Linked DNA regions of Mus musculus: region 2 is linked to region 1. Evidence: chromatin contacts called from public HiCAR-type data. All regions are on one chromosome and are shown on one strand. The core of a region is the stretch at or near the end of the contact, and the rest is flanking DNA. Distances in the headings are between cores, read along the strand shown. Region 1 has its middle 4.3 kb from the start of Gm30308. Region 2 overlaps 4933417E11Rik (RIKEN cDNA 4933417E11 gene).

Region 1 (5,786 bases), core at 161-2,660:
GATAGGTTGGGGAAAAGTATACTGTCTCATTTTTATCACTTAAAGTGCTCATCTGTGCTTTATTTTTTATACAATACTCACTCTAAGTTGTAGATATCACTGATACAGCAGTGGATAAAATAATACCCTTATCTATGTGGAGTCTAAGCTTAAGTTTTTTTATAATTAGGAATAAGTTCTACATTTCCATGTTTATGTATGCAATATGCATGTGTATGATTGTTTGCATGTATGTGGGCACACACGTGTGTGGGTGCACATGTGTTTGTTTGCACTTGGGAGTTGATGTCTGGAGTCACACTCCATTGCTCTTCAGCCTGATTCTTTGAGACAGGGTGGTCAATCATATAATATACAAGGAAACTCATTATCACTTTCATTTTAGCCTTTTTATTTATTATCATTCTATAATAGCTTTTGTCCTATTTGCAAATAAGCAGATGGGTTCTTCCAGTGGTGATGTCCCTCCTACGCAGAGAATCGCATACCGAGAACAGGAAGCAGGCAGGATGAACACATGAAACACACATGGTACTCATGACAAGTTTACAGTTTTCCCTCTGTCTGTTCTGTCTAACTGTTTCTCCCTTCCCATAAAATGCTGGCTCACCATTTTTGCTACTTAATTTGTGAGGGATTTGAATGTAAATGTGAACGCCACAGTCTCAGGAATCCCCATGGCTTTGTAAGAGTTTGGCTTGGAAAAGGCTTCTTTGACTTGGGTAAGGTTTCCTTTTCTCTCCTCCCCCTAGATTCTGCTGGTGACAGCCTTATAGATTTTAGTTAGCCAGAAAGACAGCATTCACTGCACGTTTAAACTTTAATCTCATAGAACTACAGTGTTCCTTTCATCGTTGCTCAGTTCTGCATTCTCTCCTGCTAAAAGGAATGTTGCTTTAATATTGAGATTTGCCAGAATGTTACTCTGTAGAGCAGTGTGGCGTCTTCAATCCTACAGAAGTCAAAGGAATAATTTTCAGGCTACTTATATATGTATTGCAAGGCTATTCATATTCTTAGTTCTATGAAATAATATCCTCACTCAGTTTGCAGCAATTCTTATCAGGAGAATTGTAAGAAACAACCTTTATTTCTGTAGCATTTTATTTCAAAATTGACCTCATGGCTTGTGGCCATCTCGTTTCCTGTAAGCATAGCTCAGGAATTTATTTTTAATAAAAGATCTATTTAATTTTGAGTTAAGAAACTCAAATGTTTCCCCCAAAGCCTACTGACCACAGTCTAAAACTATGAAATGTTCTTCAGAGGGCTTTGGGTGTGGATAAAGAGACACACTTTTGTAATTTTCAGTATGTCATCATCAAACAATGTTTACAAAACTCAGCACTCTGGGGATGTGTGCAGGCGTTAGCAAGCAGATGTTGGCAGTCAAGGAAAACTTACAATTGCTGCCCGAAAAAAAAATTCCCTGCTGCCTATCAGTTACATGCAAGATTGTCAAGCGCTCCCCTTGGCGTGGGTGATATGCCTGGTTTGTAAGACAGTTGATCCAAAACCAAATTTGAAAACTGTGGAAAGAAAAACCCTCTATAAATTGTCATACAAGAATCACTTGTCTCTTTTTATGACTTAAAAAAAAAAGTGTTTTAGTTGAAAAAATTCTAGCTGGGAGTAGTCTAACAAGACTATTGAAAACAATTGTCCTAAGTTTAGTTTTGCATAATGTTTTAAAGTAGATCAAGACCACCCCCACTCTGGCCCCTGACCCAGTTCTCATGTTGTTCCATTGTTGAAAACACCTAGCTACTCCACAAACATGGTTAATCTCCATTTCTGAGAAGTGACAAATCTTTTCAGTGGAAATGAATGAAACAGGTCAACATATTGATTTTTACAGAGTAAATCTTTCTCTTCCCGATAAAGACTGGGGAGGAAGGGAAGTTTCTTCAGGAAGATTCAGGGAGAGCTACCAGACTCACTTTAAGAAAATTTTAAATATAACCTTTCTGTGACATTAAAATACATGTTATTTTATGGCATTGCCTTTGAACAGTCCAAACAGAATGTGTTCCATCAAAATGGTGACAACCAGAGAGTATTTTCATTTCCAAAACAGTTTTGTTTTTGTTGTTGTTGTTGTTGATGATAAAACCTTAATTTATTTTTCTGGGTCCTTTATTTACACATGACAAAATCCCCATACATCTTGAAATTCGGTTTCAAATTTTGATAGAAGATCACACTATACTGAAAGACATGGCTATTTTCAGTGGTAAGGTTTATATTAAAAGGCAACTGTTCAATTTAGGATGCTAATTGGCCTCTTTTTTTTTTAAATGTAGTTCATATAGTTCCTACTTTAAAAAATATAAATTAACAAAGTGTAAAAGTGGGAGTGCTCAGTAGGAGCACTTCCTGTGCACACAGGAAGACCTGAGTCTGAATCCCAACCATGTACCTAAAAAGCCAGTCATGGCCACATACACTTGTAGCCATAACACCACCCGAGGTGGGGAGAAGCCTGATTGGGCTTGCTGGCTTCCTAGTTTAGTAAAAGATCCTGTCCTATACTAATGATAGGGTAGTATAGTGGATGGATGTCTTCCTCTATCCTCAGTATGTGTGCACACCTGCACACCAACACAGCTATATCACATGCACACACACACACACACACACACACACACACACACACACACACACACCATGTTGTCAAAGTTAAAGAGGAGAGAATAGCAAGTAATTCTGGAACTTACTAAATACAGAGAGGAAAAAATATTTACCTTATCTTTCTCACTCACATCTTACTTTAGGATAACAGAAGAGTTAGTAAGTCAAATAATTAGAACCCCAACCAATAAATGCAAAGCATTATGTAAAAGGAGAATTTTATAAAGGATGAGTCAAGCTGACACTTAAGTGCCAGCAAGTGAGTCTCAAGGTAGGACAATCAGATATTCTGTCACCCTGATGTAACCCAACAGAAAGTGATTAGTACAATGTATAAAATCCATGTGTACCTGATTAAGTCACTAGAGCCAATTCCCAGCACACTCAAAAGTGAGGCAGGGGTGTATTAAACGACTCCATGGGAGCACAGATAGCCATGGGGAAAATCCTCCAGGGTCACAGGTTACTTTTTAAATAGATAGTATTGTCCAGGTAAATTAAAATGAAAACTAGTACACACTAGCAGGAAAAGCAACTAAAGACTTACAAGTGGCCTTAATCTCACTCAATAAAGTAGGATGAGGCGAAGTGCTTGAGATAAACGCCTTCAAATGGCTATGGGCTTAGCATTTCTTCTAGGCTCCACCACACAGTTACCTGGCAGCTGCCAGGTATGCCTGACTCAGTGTAAAAGGGGCTGCTTGCCCACCTCCTCACTCTCCCCTGTATCTCTCTATGTTGCTCATGGCCAGCCCCTCCTCCCCCCTCCCTCCCTCCCTCCCTCCCTCCCTCCCTCCCTCCTTCCCTTTCTCTATTACATCCTCAATTCCCCATTCCCATAATAAACTCTATTCTATACTATACTGTCCTGTGGCTGGTCCCTCAGGGGGAAAGGATGCATCATCATGGGCCCGCAGAGGCACCCCCTTCCCCCGCATCATACCACACCTCTACCAAACACATCCCTGGCTTCCTTTTCTTTTTTAATAAAACACAACAAGAGGTTTCAGACTGTGTTTAGACGGTGCAATACAGTAGGTTAGTTGAAGCACGCAGTGGAAGAAAGCTGCATGCCTTGTGGCAACCCGGAAGCAGAGAGAGTACCCTAATTTTCATACAGCCACCCCTGCTCCAAACTCATTAACCTTATCTATCGATAAATGGTTTAACCCATCAATTATGTCAGAGTTCTTAATCACTTCCCAAATGCCTCACGCTCAATACTGCTGTACTCGGGATCAAGCCCTTAATATGTGCATTTGGGGGATGTCATTTAAGATACAAACCATAACATAAATGAACTGCAGCTTGGGCTACTCCTTGTTGATGCTTAAAACAAAGGGAAACACCTGCGGAATTAATTAGAAGCTGCCAACTAACACAACACGGGAACCTCCAGAACACTAGACCACATAAGTCAATGGTATCATTGTAGCTAACGGCCCTTTATTTCTTTGCCTTTCTTCCACCTTTATCTTATAAACACCTTCTCCTATGTCCCCTGGTGGGAGCCACAAACCACTTAGTTTTCCAAGTTACCTGCACCCAGAATTGTTGTTTACTGTAGTATATTCCTTGCCTCAGTTTGCCTTTCAATAGCATGGGCAAAGGAGAATAAAGGAAAAATAATATAGATAGAACTCTTAAAGGCATGCTGGCAAAATGCAGTGTGTGACCTTTTTGATGTCAACAATTGTCCAAAATATATATTTAAAGTAATGAAAGAAAAAAGAATCTATGGTGGAGAGTAAATAATTTTAGGGAACCATTACTACTTTTAAAGAGCAATGTTTGTGGTATGATTGTGGCAGCTGTCTACCATTGGCCGATACATACATGAGGGTGGGTCAAACAAGACTGAGGTAATGGATAGAACGAGATGGTGTCTAAGAATGGAGTTGCAGGGGGAGAGAAAATAAAATGGAAGAACACTGCTTATTGATGTGGATGATAAGTAAAACTCCTCTAAGAATTATATTTTTTTAAATGTTCACATAAAATTTGAATGTCTCTATATTAGTTTATAATTGCATTGGTTTGCTTCAATGTATATTTTTGTGTGTTTGAAAATATCTCTAACAAATCACATTCAAATAGTTTAATTCGTCGGTTATAAACGGCAAAGATGTAGAGGATGAGGCCTGCTATAGAAACACTTCTTTTAAAGCGAAGAATTGGAAAATTCTCTCTTTATGAAAGTAGGTAAAAAAAAAAAAACAAAAAAACAAAAAAACAAACAAAAAAAAAACATTGTTGAACAAGTTCTCTTAAAGTAAAACGCTTAAAATGGGAAGTTCTGGAACGATCAGGGAATTAGGAAATAGGAGTTGGGGGAGGGGCAGCATCCGTGCACCACAGCTCAATTCGCTGCGGCAGTGATACCTGTCCAACTTATCTTGCAAGAAAGGGAAGTTATCTTTCCTGTACATTTGTCAGAGTTTTGTGCAAGGAAGATAATTCCTGGTGCACGTGAGCTTTAATCACCGTCCAAGGCCTCTCTTTTCTCTGGTGTCAGTTCTTAATAAACCAGTGTGTTTAGTGTAATGCTCGAGAACCGTGCACATGTATTTTGATTGAAGAAAATAAGAGTTCCTGAACTGAGAAAGTCTGTGGTTTCACTTCCTTCTGAAGTAAAGCTTTCAAGGTTCAAATTAGTTTAGCTTTGGTACAACTTAATTTTAGACTTAAAAAAAAAATCCTGAGATATAAACAGTTCTTTGATTTGTATGACTCCCGCCAGAGTCTGTTTTGATGTGCTGAGGAAGAAATGAGTCTAAATGAATGCAAAATAGACAGGTTAAAGTGCCCATCAAATATCCCGCTTCCAAGTCAAAATGCTAGGTGCTCGGTGAAAAGCAAAATGTATGAATGCAGGCAATTATTTTCGGGATGAGGGGGTGGGATCCAAGCAATTCTCAGCACTCGAATTTGTACACAACACAAATATGTTCTAATGGGATTCAAAACAACTGGGTCTCAGAAGTGACATGATTCTGATAAACAGGCAAACATTCCAAGGAATGTGGCTTTGCACACACATGCACCCAAACGCTGATGACAATTTTATCCTGGTACTCAGCAGCCAGTGTTTGTTTGTTTGCTTGCTTGTTTTCAACAGTGTGAGTGCTCCGGCTTGCCCACAGGACCCTTCATTG
Region 2 (5,742 bases), core at 2,511-5,010, 160 kb after region 1:
GGAAAAATTGATTCATTTTCAATAAATATTGGGTCAAGAGTTCAGTTGATCCATGCACATTTCTAGATTTCATTTGTGCTTTAATGAACTAGCTGGGGCAGGTGGAGGGGGTGGGGCAACTGTAAAACCAAGGGAATTCCTGTCGGACCACACCACAGAGCTCAGTGTAAAACTCAAAACTGCTTGCCACATGGGCGTGTTGATAAAGTACCTGCTGTGCAATGTGAAGACCCAGGTTGGAGCCCAGCACACACGTGAAAAAGCCAGGTGTGGTGGTTCACATCTCTAACTCCAGCACTGAGAGCAGAGAGTCGGGCAGAGCCTGGACATTCATTTGTCAGCCAGCCTAGCCAAACCGATACCCTTCAGGCTCAGTGGGAGGCTCTGTCTCAAGAACCAAAAGTGAATTGAGGAAAGGCACCCAACACTGATGTCTGTCCTACACACACACACTGACACACACACACTGACACATACACACACATGCTCCCACACACATGCACACACATGTGCATGCACATGCACTCATATACATGCATATGCATAGGCATACACACACACACACACACACACACACACATTTTTAAAGGTGAAAAATGTCACCAAACTTCACAAAAGAAATTAAAACTTCTCTTTCCTTAAAAGGAAAGAAATGTATTCATGCATGTATTTTGTGTATGTGGGTGCTTTGTCTGCATGCACATCCACACAGCAGAAGAAGGCACTGGATCCCGTTATAGATGGTTAAAGCTGTCATGTGGGCTGTGAGAATTGAACTCAGGACCTCTGGAACATCAACCAGTGCTCTTAACCACTGAGCTCTCTCCAGACCCTCCTTTCTCTCTTCTTCAAAACCACCTTTACTTAGTGTCGACTTCAGAAACTCTTTTCCCCTTGATTTGATCTAAGCTAGATTTAATTCAGTGGCACATGCCTCTAGTCCCAGCGACTCAAGAGACTGAGGTTAGAGAGACATTTGAGCCCAGAAGTTCAAGGCCTTCTTAGGAAATACAGCAAGACCCACCTCTAAATTCATCCAGCCAGCCAGCAATCAATACCTATACTTGATAAAGTTGTAAATTACCAGAAGAAATAAGAAAGTAAAAATAAGTAACAACATATCTCTTCACCCCCTGTCTATTCAGTAAATAAAAATTTACTGCGTTTTTATGCTGAGGGAAGGGATAGAGCTACTAAGCTACTGTACCTTGGACATTCAAAGCTCTGGAGAGAGTATGTCCATAATCCTGACACAAGGTTTCCTCACTGAAGGCCCATAGATCAGTAGCTAGCACACAGCAGATACTACATAGGCATCTATATGGGGGTGGTGGTAGTGGTAACAATCCCATTTGTATTTGTCTTTAATAGAGAATCTCTTGTCCATACTCCAGCTAACCGTTACCTTATCTCTCACTGGGCTCCCCTCCCTATCTAGAGACTTGGCACCTATATCAGTCTATTCTAAATACTCTTCCCAACCGACATTTATCAAGGAATCTTTTCTTTTTTTAGTGTGCATGCCATGTACCTATGAGTGTGGGTGTACCTTGGCTGTTATTCCTTGGGTGTTATTCACCTTGGGAGGAGGGACGGTTGTTTGGTTGTTTGGTTGGTTGGTTGGTTGATTGATTGGTTGGTTAGTTGGTTTTGAGGCAAAGTCTCTCACGTGATCCATAATTCACCAAGTAGGCTAAGCTGACTGGCTGGTGAAGCCCAGGATCTACCTGTCTCTGTTTCCCCAACACTAGAATCACCTACCACCACCACACTCAACTTTGTCTACATGAGTTGCTCAGGATTAACTCTGGTCCTCTGCAAATTAAGCACTTTACTAGCAGAGCCATTGCCTCGGCCCAAGATTTTTTTGTTTATGTGGTTCTTGGAGAGAGAGAGAGAGAGAGAGAGAGAGAGAGAGAGTTCACAGATTAAACTACTCTCCATCATTAATACTCAGAAAAGAAAAATGTGCAGTCAGGTCTCAGCACTGTCCCTTCTTGAATTCCATCCATCTGCTGCCTGGATGGTGCTGACAAAACCTCTATTTCACTTTATAGATTCGTTCATTCAGTAATTTCCCTGTTGATTCATTGGTCTCAAGTCAACCTGTCAACATTCTGCCTTGTAGATTCAAGAACACAATTGCGTAGGAAGGGAAGGTAAATGTTGGCTTTCCTCTGCAGGAGACAAGAAGATGATTCATCCCTCAACATTCTTCTGCTTTAAGGCCATTTCCAGGAATGCCAGGAAGCAAGAATGAAGTCAGCAGCCAATGCGCAGACGAAGACATTTTTGTGCTGTGTCGATTCATAAGACCATTGGTTGCTACTACTGGAGAGATCCTACTGCATTCAGGATGGTCAATAATCACCAGCTAATTGCAAACGCCAGTCAACACAGCAACTCCCAACACACATACACACACAGCCTGACTCATTCGCCATAAGTCCAGGTTTCCCCAGCCTGTAAACATAAATAAGAAAGGTCATTTTTTCTATTATTTATGGCAACTCAAGACTCCATTTATCAAACAAGCTGGGTCTCAGCCTCTTTCCCTGGGAATCCTCCAAGGTGGTGGTAGTTTATGTACTTTCCTGAGTCAGTTGGTCTCTGCTTCCTCAAGTTCAGGCCATCAATCTCTAATCTGTCCATGGGCCACTTAGGCCAACTGCCAGCTGCCATTTACTCCTTTAGAATACTGCCGACCCATTTCTGGCAATTGCTGCTGCTTCTGTGCTGTTCTTGCTTGGGGAAGAAAGGAAGAGAGCAAGGCACCTCTCCTCTAGGTATGCAAGAAATGCTGCTGTACACAATACAACCTAGACGCTCATCCCTGACAAGTCTTGAGACCAAAGAAAGGAACTGTAACTTTGCTATTCCAAACCAGTTCCATCCCTCAGCATCACCTAGAGCCTGACAGTAATTCATCTTCTCAGGTCTCATCCCATCTTCCTAAAACATAACCCGAATGCCAGTAAGATTCTCGGGTCACAAGTATGCATTTTGAAGTTCAAGAAACATACATTTCAACACAGAAGGACTTTTATCTTCGAGTCAGGAACCTACTATTGCCTTGCTGGACCCATTCACTGTCCTTCTCCATCTTGTGTTGAGCTCAAGATGCTAACCTCTGTTAAAACACACTAACAGGACTTCCTCTACCAATCAAGAAACAACAGTGAACAAATGAATCCTTGATGACAGAAGATATTTTGTACTTTACCCAAGAAGTGTGTGTGTGTGAGAGAGAGAGAGATATGAAATATTCTCTATATAATATTCACTTGTGATTTGCTAAGCTTCCTTTGAGACACATATATGGCAATACTTTTGGAATGTGTAACAAGAGAAGTAGGTGACAATATTACCAGCACCAAGCACAATTATCTAAAATAGCCATATGTTTTTCTACACATAAAAAAAAAATGCCAAGTCTATACTAAGAAACCAACATTCCTCATGAAGAGGCTGGCTAAGCCAACAAAACCCACGGGGTACAGAGTGGAATTGGTGGGCTGTTGGGTGCCACCTGATCCTTCTTACAAACAATATTCTGATAAGTGATTTGTTTGCATTCTTCAGCCTGACTATAACTCTAATGGCCGTGCTCAGTTCCATCTGAAATTACTTAGCCCAGCTGATCTAGGCGAAAAGAACATTTTAGAGTTTTGTATAATGAGCACTACCTCGCAGGCAGTGAGTTGGCCCATTCGTGTGGTTTCTAAGCCAAAAATTCTTCCTCCTCTTAGCAATGGAATCACATAAAAGATCCCCAGAGAACTTACTCAGATGAGCCCAGAGAAGAGGGCTGAAGAAGAGTGAGTCTGTCCTTGGCAGTGTGGGGCGAGTCAGCTGACTCTGTGGGCCTCCTGGGCTTTCGAATCTCTGGACCACCTCCTGTGCTTTTAGATTTCATCATTTTCTCCTAATGTGAAGAGTGGCTTTGTCAAGTCTATGAGAAGCTCTCAGAAGACACTGAGAAGGTAAAAGGCAGAATTACAGTAACTCTGCTCATTGCATTCATAACCCAGGATTGTGGACTTTTATATTTCTAAATGATCTCTGTTTTACATGGAAAGAAAAATGGTGAGCATAAGCACTAACATAAGCAGAAAAACACAATATTAATGAGAAGCAAAATTATATATGAAGAGTCTAGGTATGGCTCTTACAATGTATATAAGAAAAATGTGTTTTTAATTAAATAATGTAGTAATTATAAAGTAAATGTTACAGCTTACCAGTCGCAAGAGAACTTAAGACCAAATGATAATTGAAACTATGAAAGAGAGAAAGAAAGAAAGAAAGAAAGAAAGAAAGAAAGAAAGAAAGAAAGAAAGAAAGAAAGAGGGGGGAGGGAGGGAGGGAGTTAGAGAGGGAGGAAGGAAGGAAGGAAGGAAGGAAGGAAGGAAGGAAGGGAGGGAGGGAGGGAGGGAGGGAGGGAGAGAGAAGAGAAGAGAAGAGAAGAGAAGAGAAGAGAAGAGAAGAGAAGAGAAGAGAAGAGAAGAGACGAGACGAGACGAGACGAGACGAGACGAGACGAGAAGAGAAGAGAAGAGAAGAGAAGAGAAGGATGATACAAGGAAAGAAGAAAAAGGAGGAGGAGAAGAAGGAAGAGGAGCTGCCACAGCCTTCGCCATACTTCCGGTGACTGCCAGTGTCCTTCTGCCTCCTTGGAGAACCTACTGGGCCACCTGCTTCTCATGGCTCTTGTAAGAGATATCATTTCCTTGGCTCTACCTCTTTGAGACCTGCTTCTAACCTGTCTAACCCACCACTTTATCTCAGGTTTAAGTGGCCTATAGAGACTTAGAAAAAGACAACTCAAACAACCTAACTCCAGGTACCCAGGCCCTGTGGCAAAAACATTAAGTAACATGAAAACAAACAACATGCCCTCATCCCAAATTACCAGCCCATTAGAGATGGGTCCCGTGGGGAATGACTTGGACAAATTTTAAGACAAAGGATCCAAAGTAGCGATTATAAACATGTTCAAAGAATTCCAAGAGGATGCGAATATGCAGCTTAATGAACTTAGCGAAGACAGGAATAAACTGATAGAAGTCCTAGAAAACGTAACTGAAGGAAATAAGGGAGATAAATCGGGATATAAAAAAAGAATCCAATAAAAAGAGCTACCAAAGAAAACCCAGTCTGAAATGAAGCTGGAAATGAAAGTTTTAAGTGGTCTAATCAAAAGCTCAGTAGAAAGTCTCCTGCAACATGAGCAAGGAAGAACTTCAGGGCTTGAAGCCAAAGACAAGGGGTCAGATCACTTAATAAAAGAAAATAATAATTCTTTGAAAATATAAGAACAGAATGAACAGCACTCTTGGGACATGATGAAAACACCAAATCTACAAATTACAAGCCTGGAAGAAGGAAACAAATTCTAAGCTGAAAGCATAGAAAAGTACACAATAAAATCATAGAAGAAAATTTCCCGAATCGTGAGAAGGAGATGCCCACAGAGGTATAAGATGCAAATGGACAGGACCAGAAAGCACATTCTGCATGACATATTATGGTTAAAACAATAGCTATACAAAACAAAAAGGAGTTATTGAAAGCTGAAAGAAGCACTTGTCACATGTGAAAGCAGACACATTGTAATGACAGCTGATCATTTGATATAAACTATTAAAGCCAGATTGGGTCACAGCAGCATTTTGCTATAAGCAGCAGTAACTGCAGAGGCTCATAAGAATGCAGAAAACAAGTACTTGCTGAATGCTCATT

The links. HiCAR-type assays count read pairs that join an accessible place to other places.
Region 2: a HiCAR-type map of fibro-adipogenic progenitors shows a contact between it and region 1, with 3 times the contacts expected there. The contact joins two enhancer-like sites. A contact is called at or near these places in 1 of 15 datasets of contacts at CTCF or cohesin (the NIH/3T3 cell line), 2 of 484 Hi-C or Micro-C datasets (adipose-derived mesenchymal stem cells and uterus) and 1 of 115 datasets of contacts at active chromatin or transcription factors (fibro-adipogenic progenitors).

Annotation. Positions count from the first base shown.
Region 1 is chr1:71,806,406-71,812,191 of GRCm38.p6, forward strand. No RefSeq gene overlaps it. Among named protein-coding and RNA genes, the nearest start is that of Gm30308, 4.3 kb to the right of the region's middle. Within about 2 kb of position 1,411, at least 36 of the 459 cell types and tissues checked have an H3K27ac peak or open chromatin away from gene starts, as enhancers often do. A contact at or near this core is called in fibro-adipogenic progenitors and uterus, where this site is marked.
Region 2 is chr1:71,968,366-71,974,107 of GRCm38.p6, forward strand. All of the region lies in intron 1 of 4933417E11Rik (RIKEN cDNA 4933417E11 gene), which reads right to left. Among named protein-coding and RNA genes, the nearest start is that of 4933417E11Rik, 34 kb to the right of the region's middle. Within about 2 kb of position 3,761, at least 25 of the 459 cell types and tissues checked have an H3K27ac peak or open chromatin away from gene starts, as enhancers often do. A contact at or near this core is called in fibro-adipogenic progenitors and uterus, where this site is marked.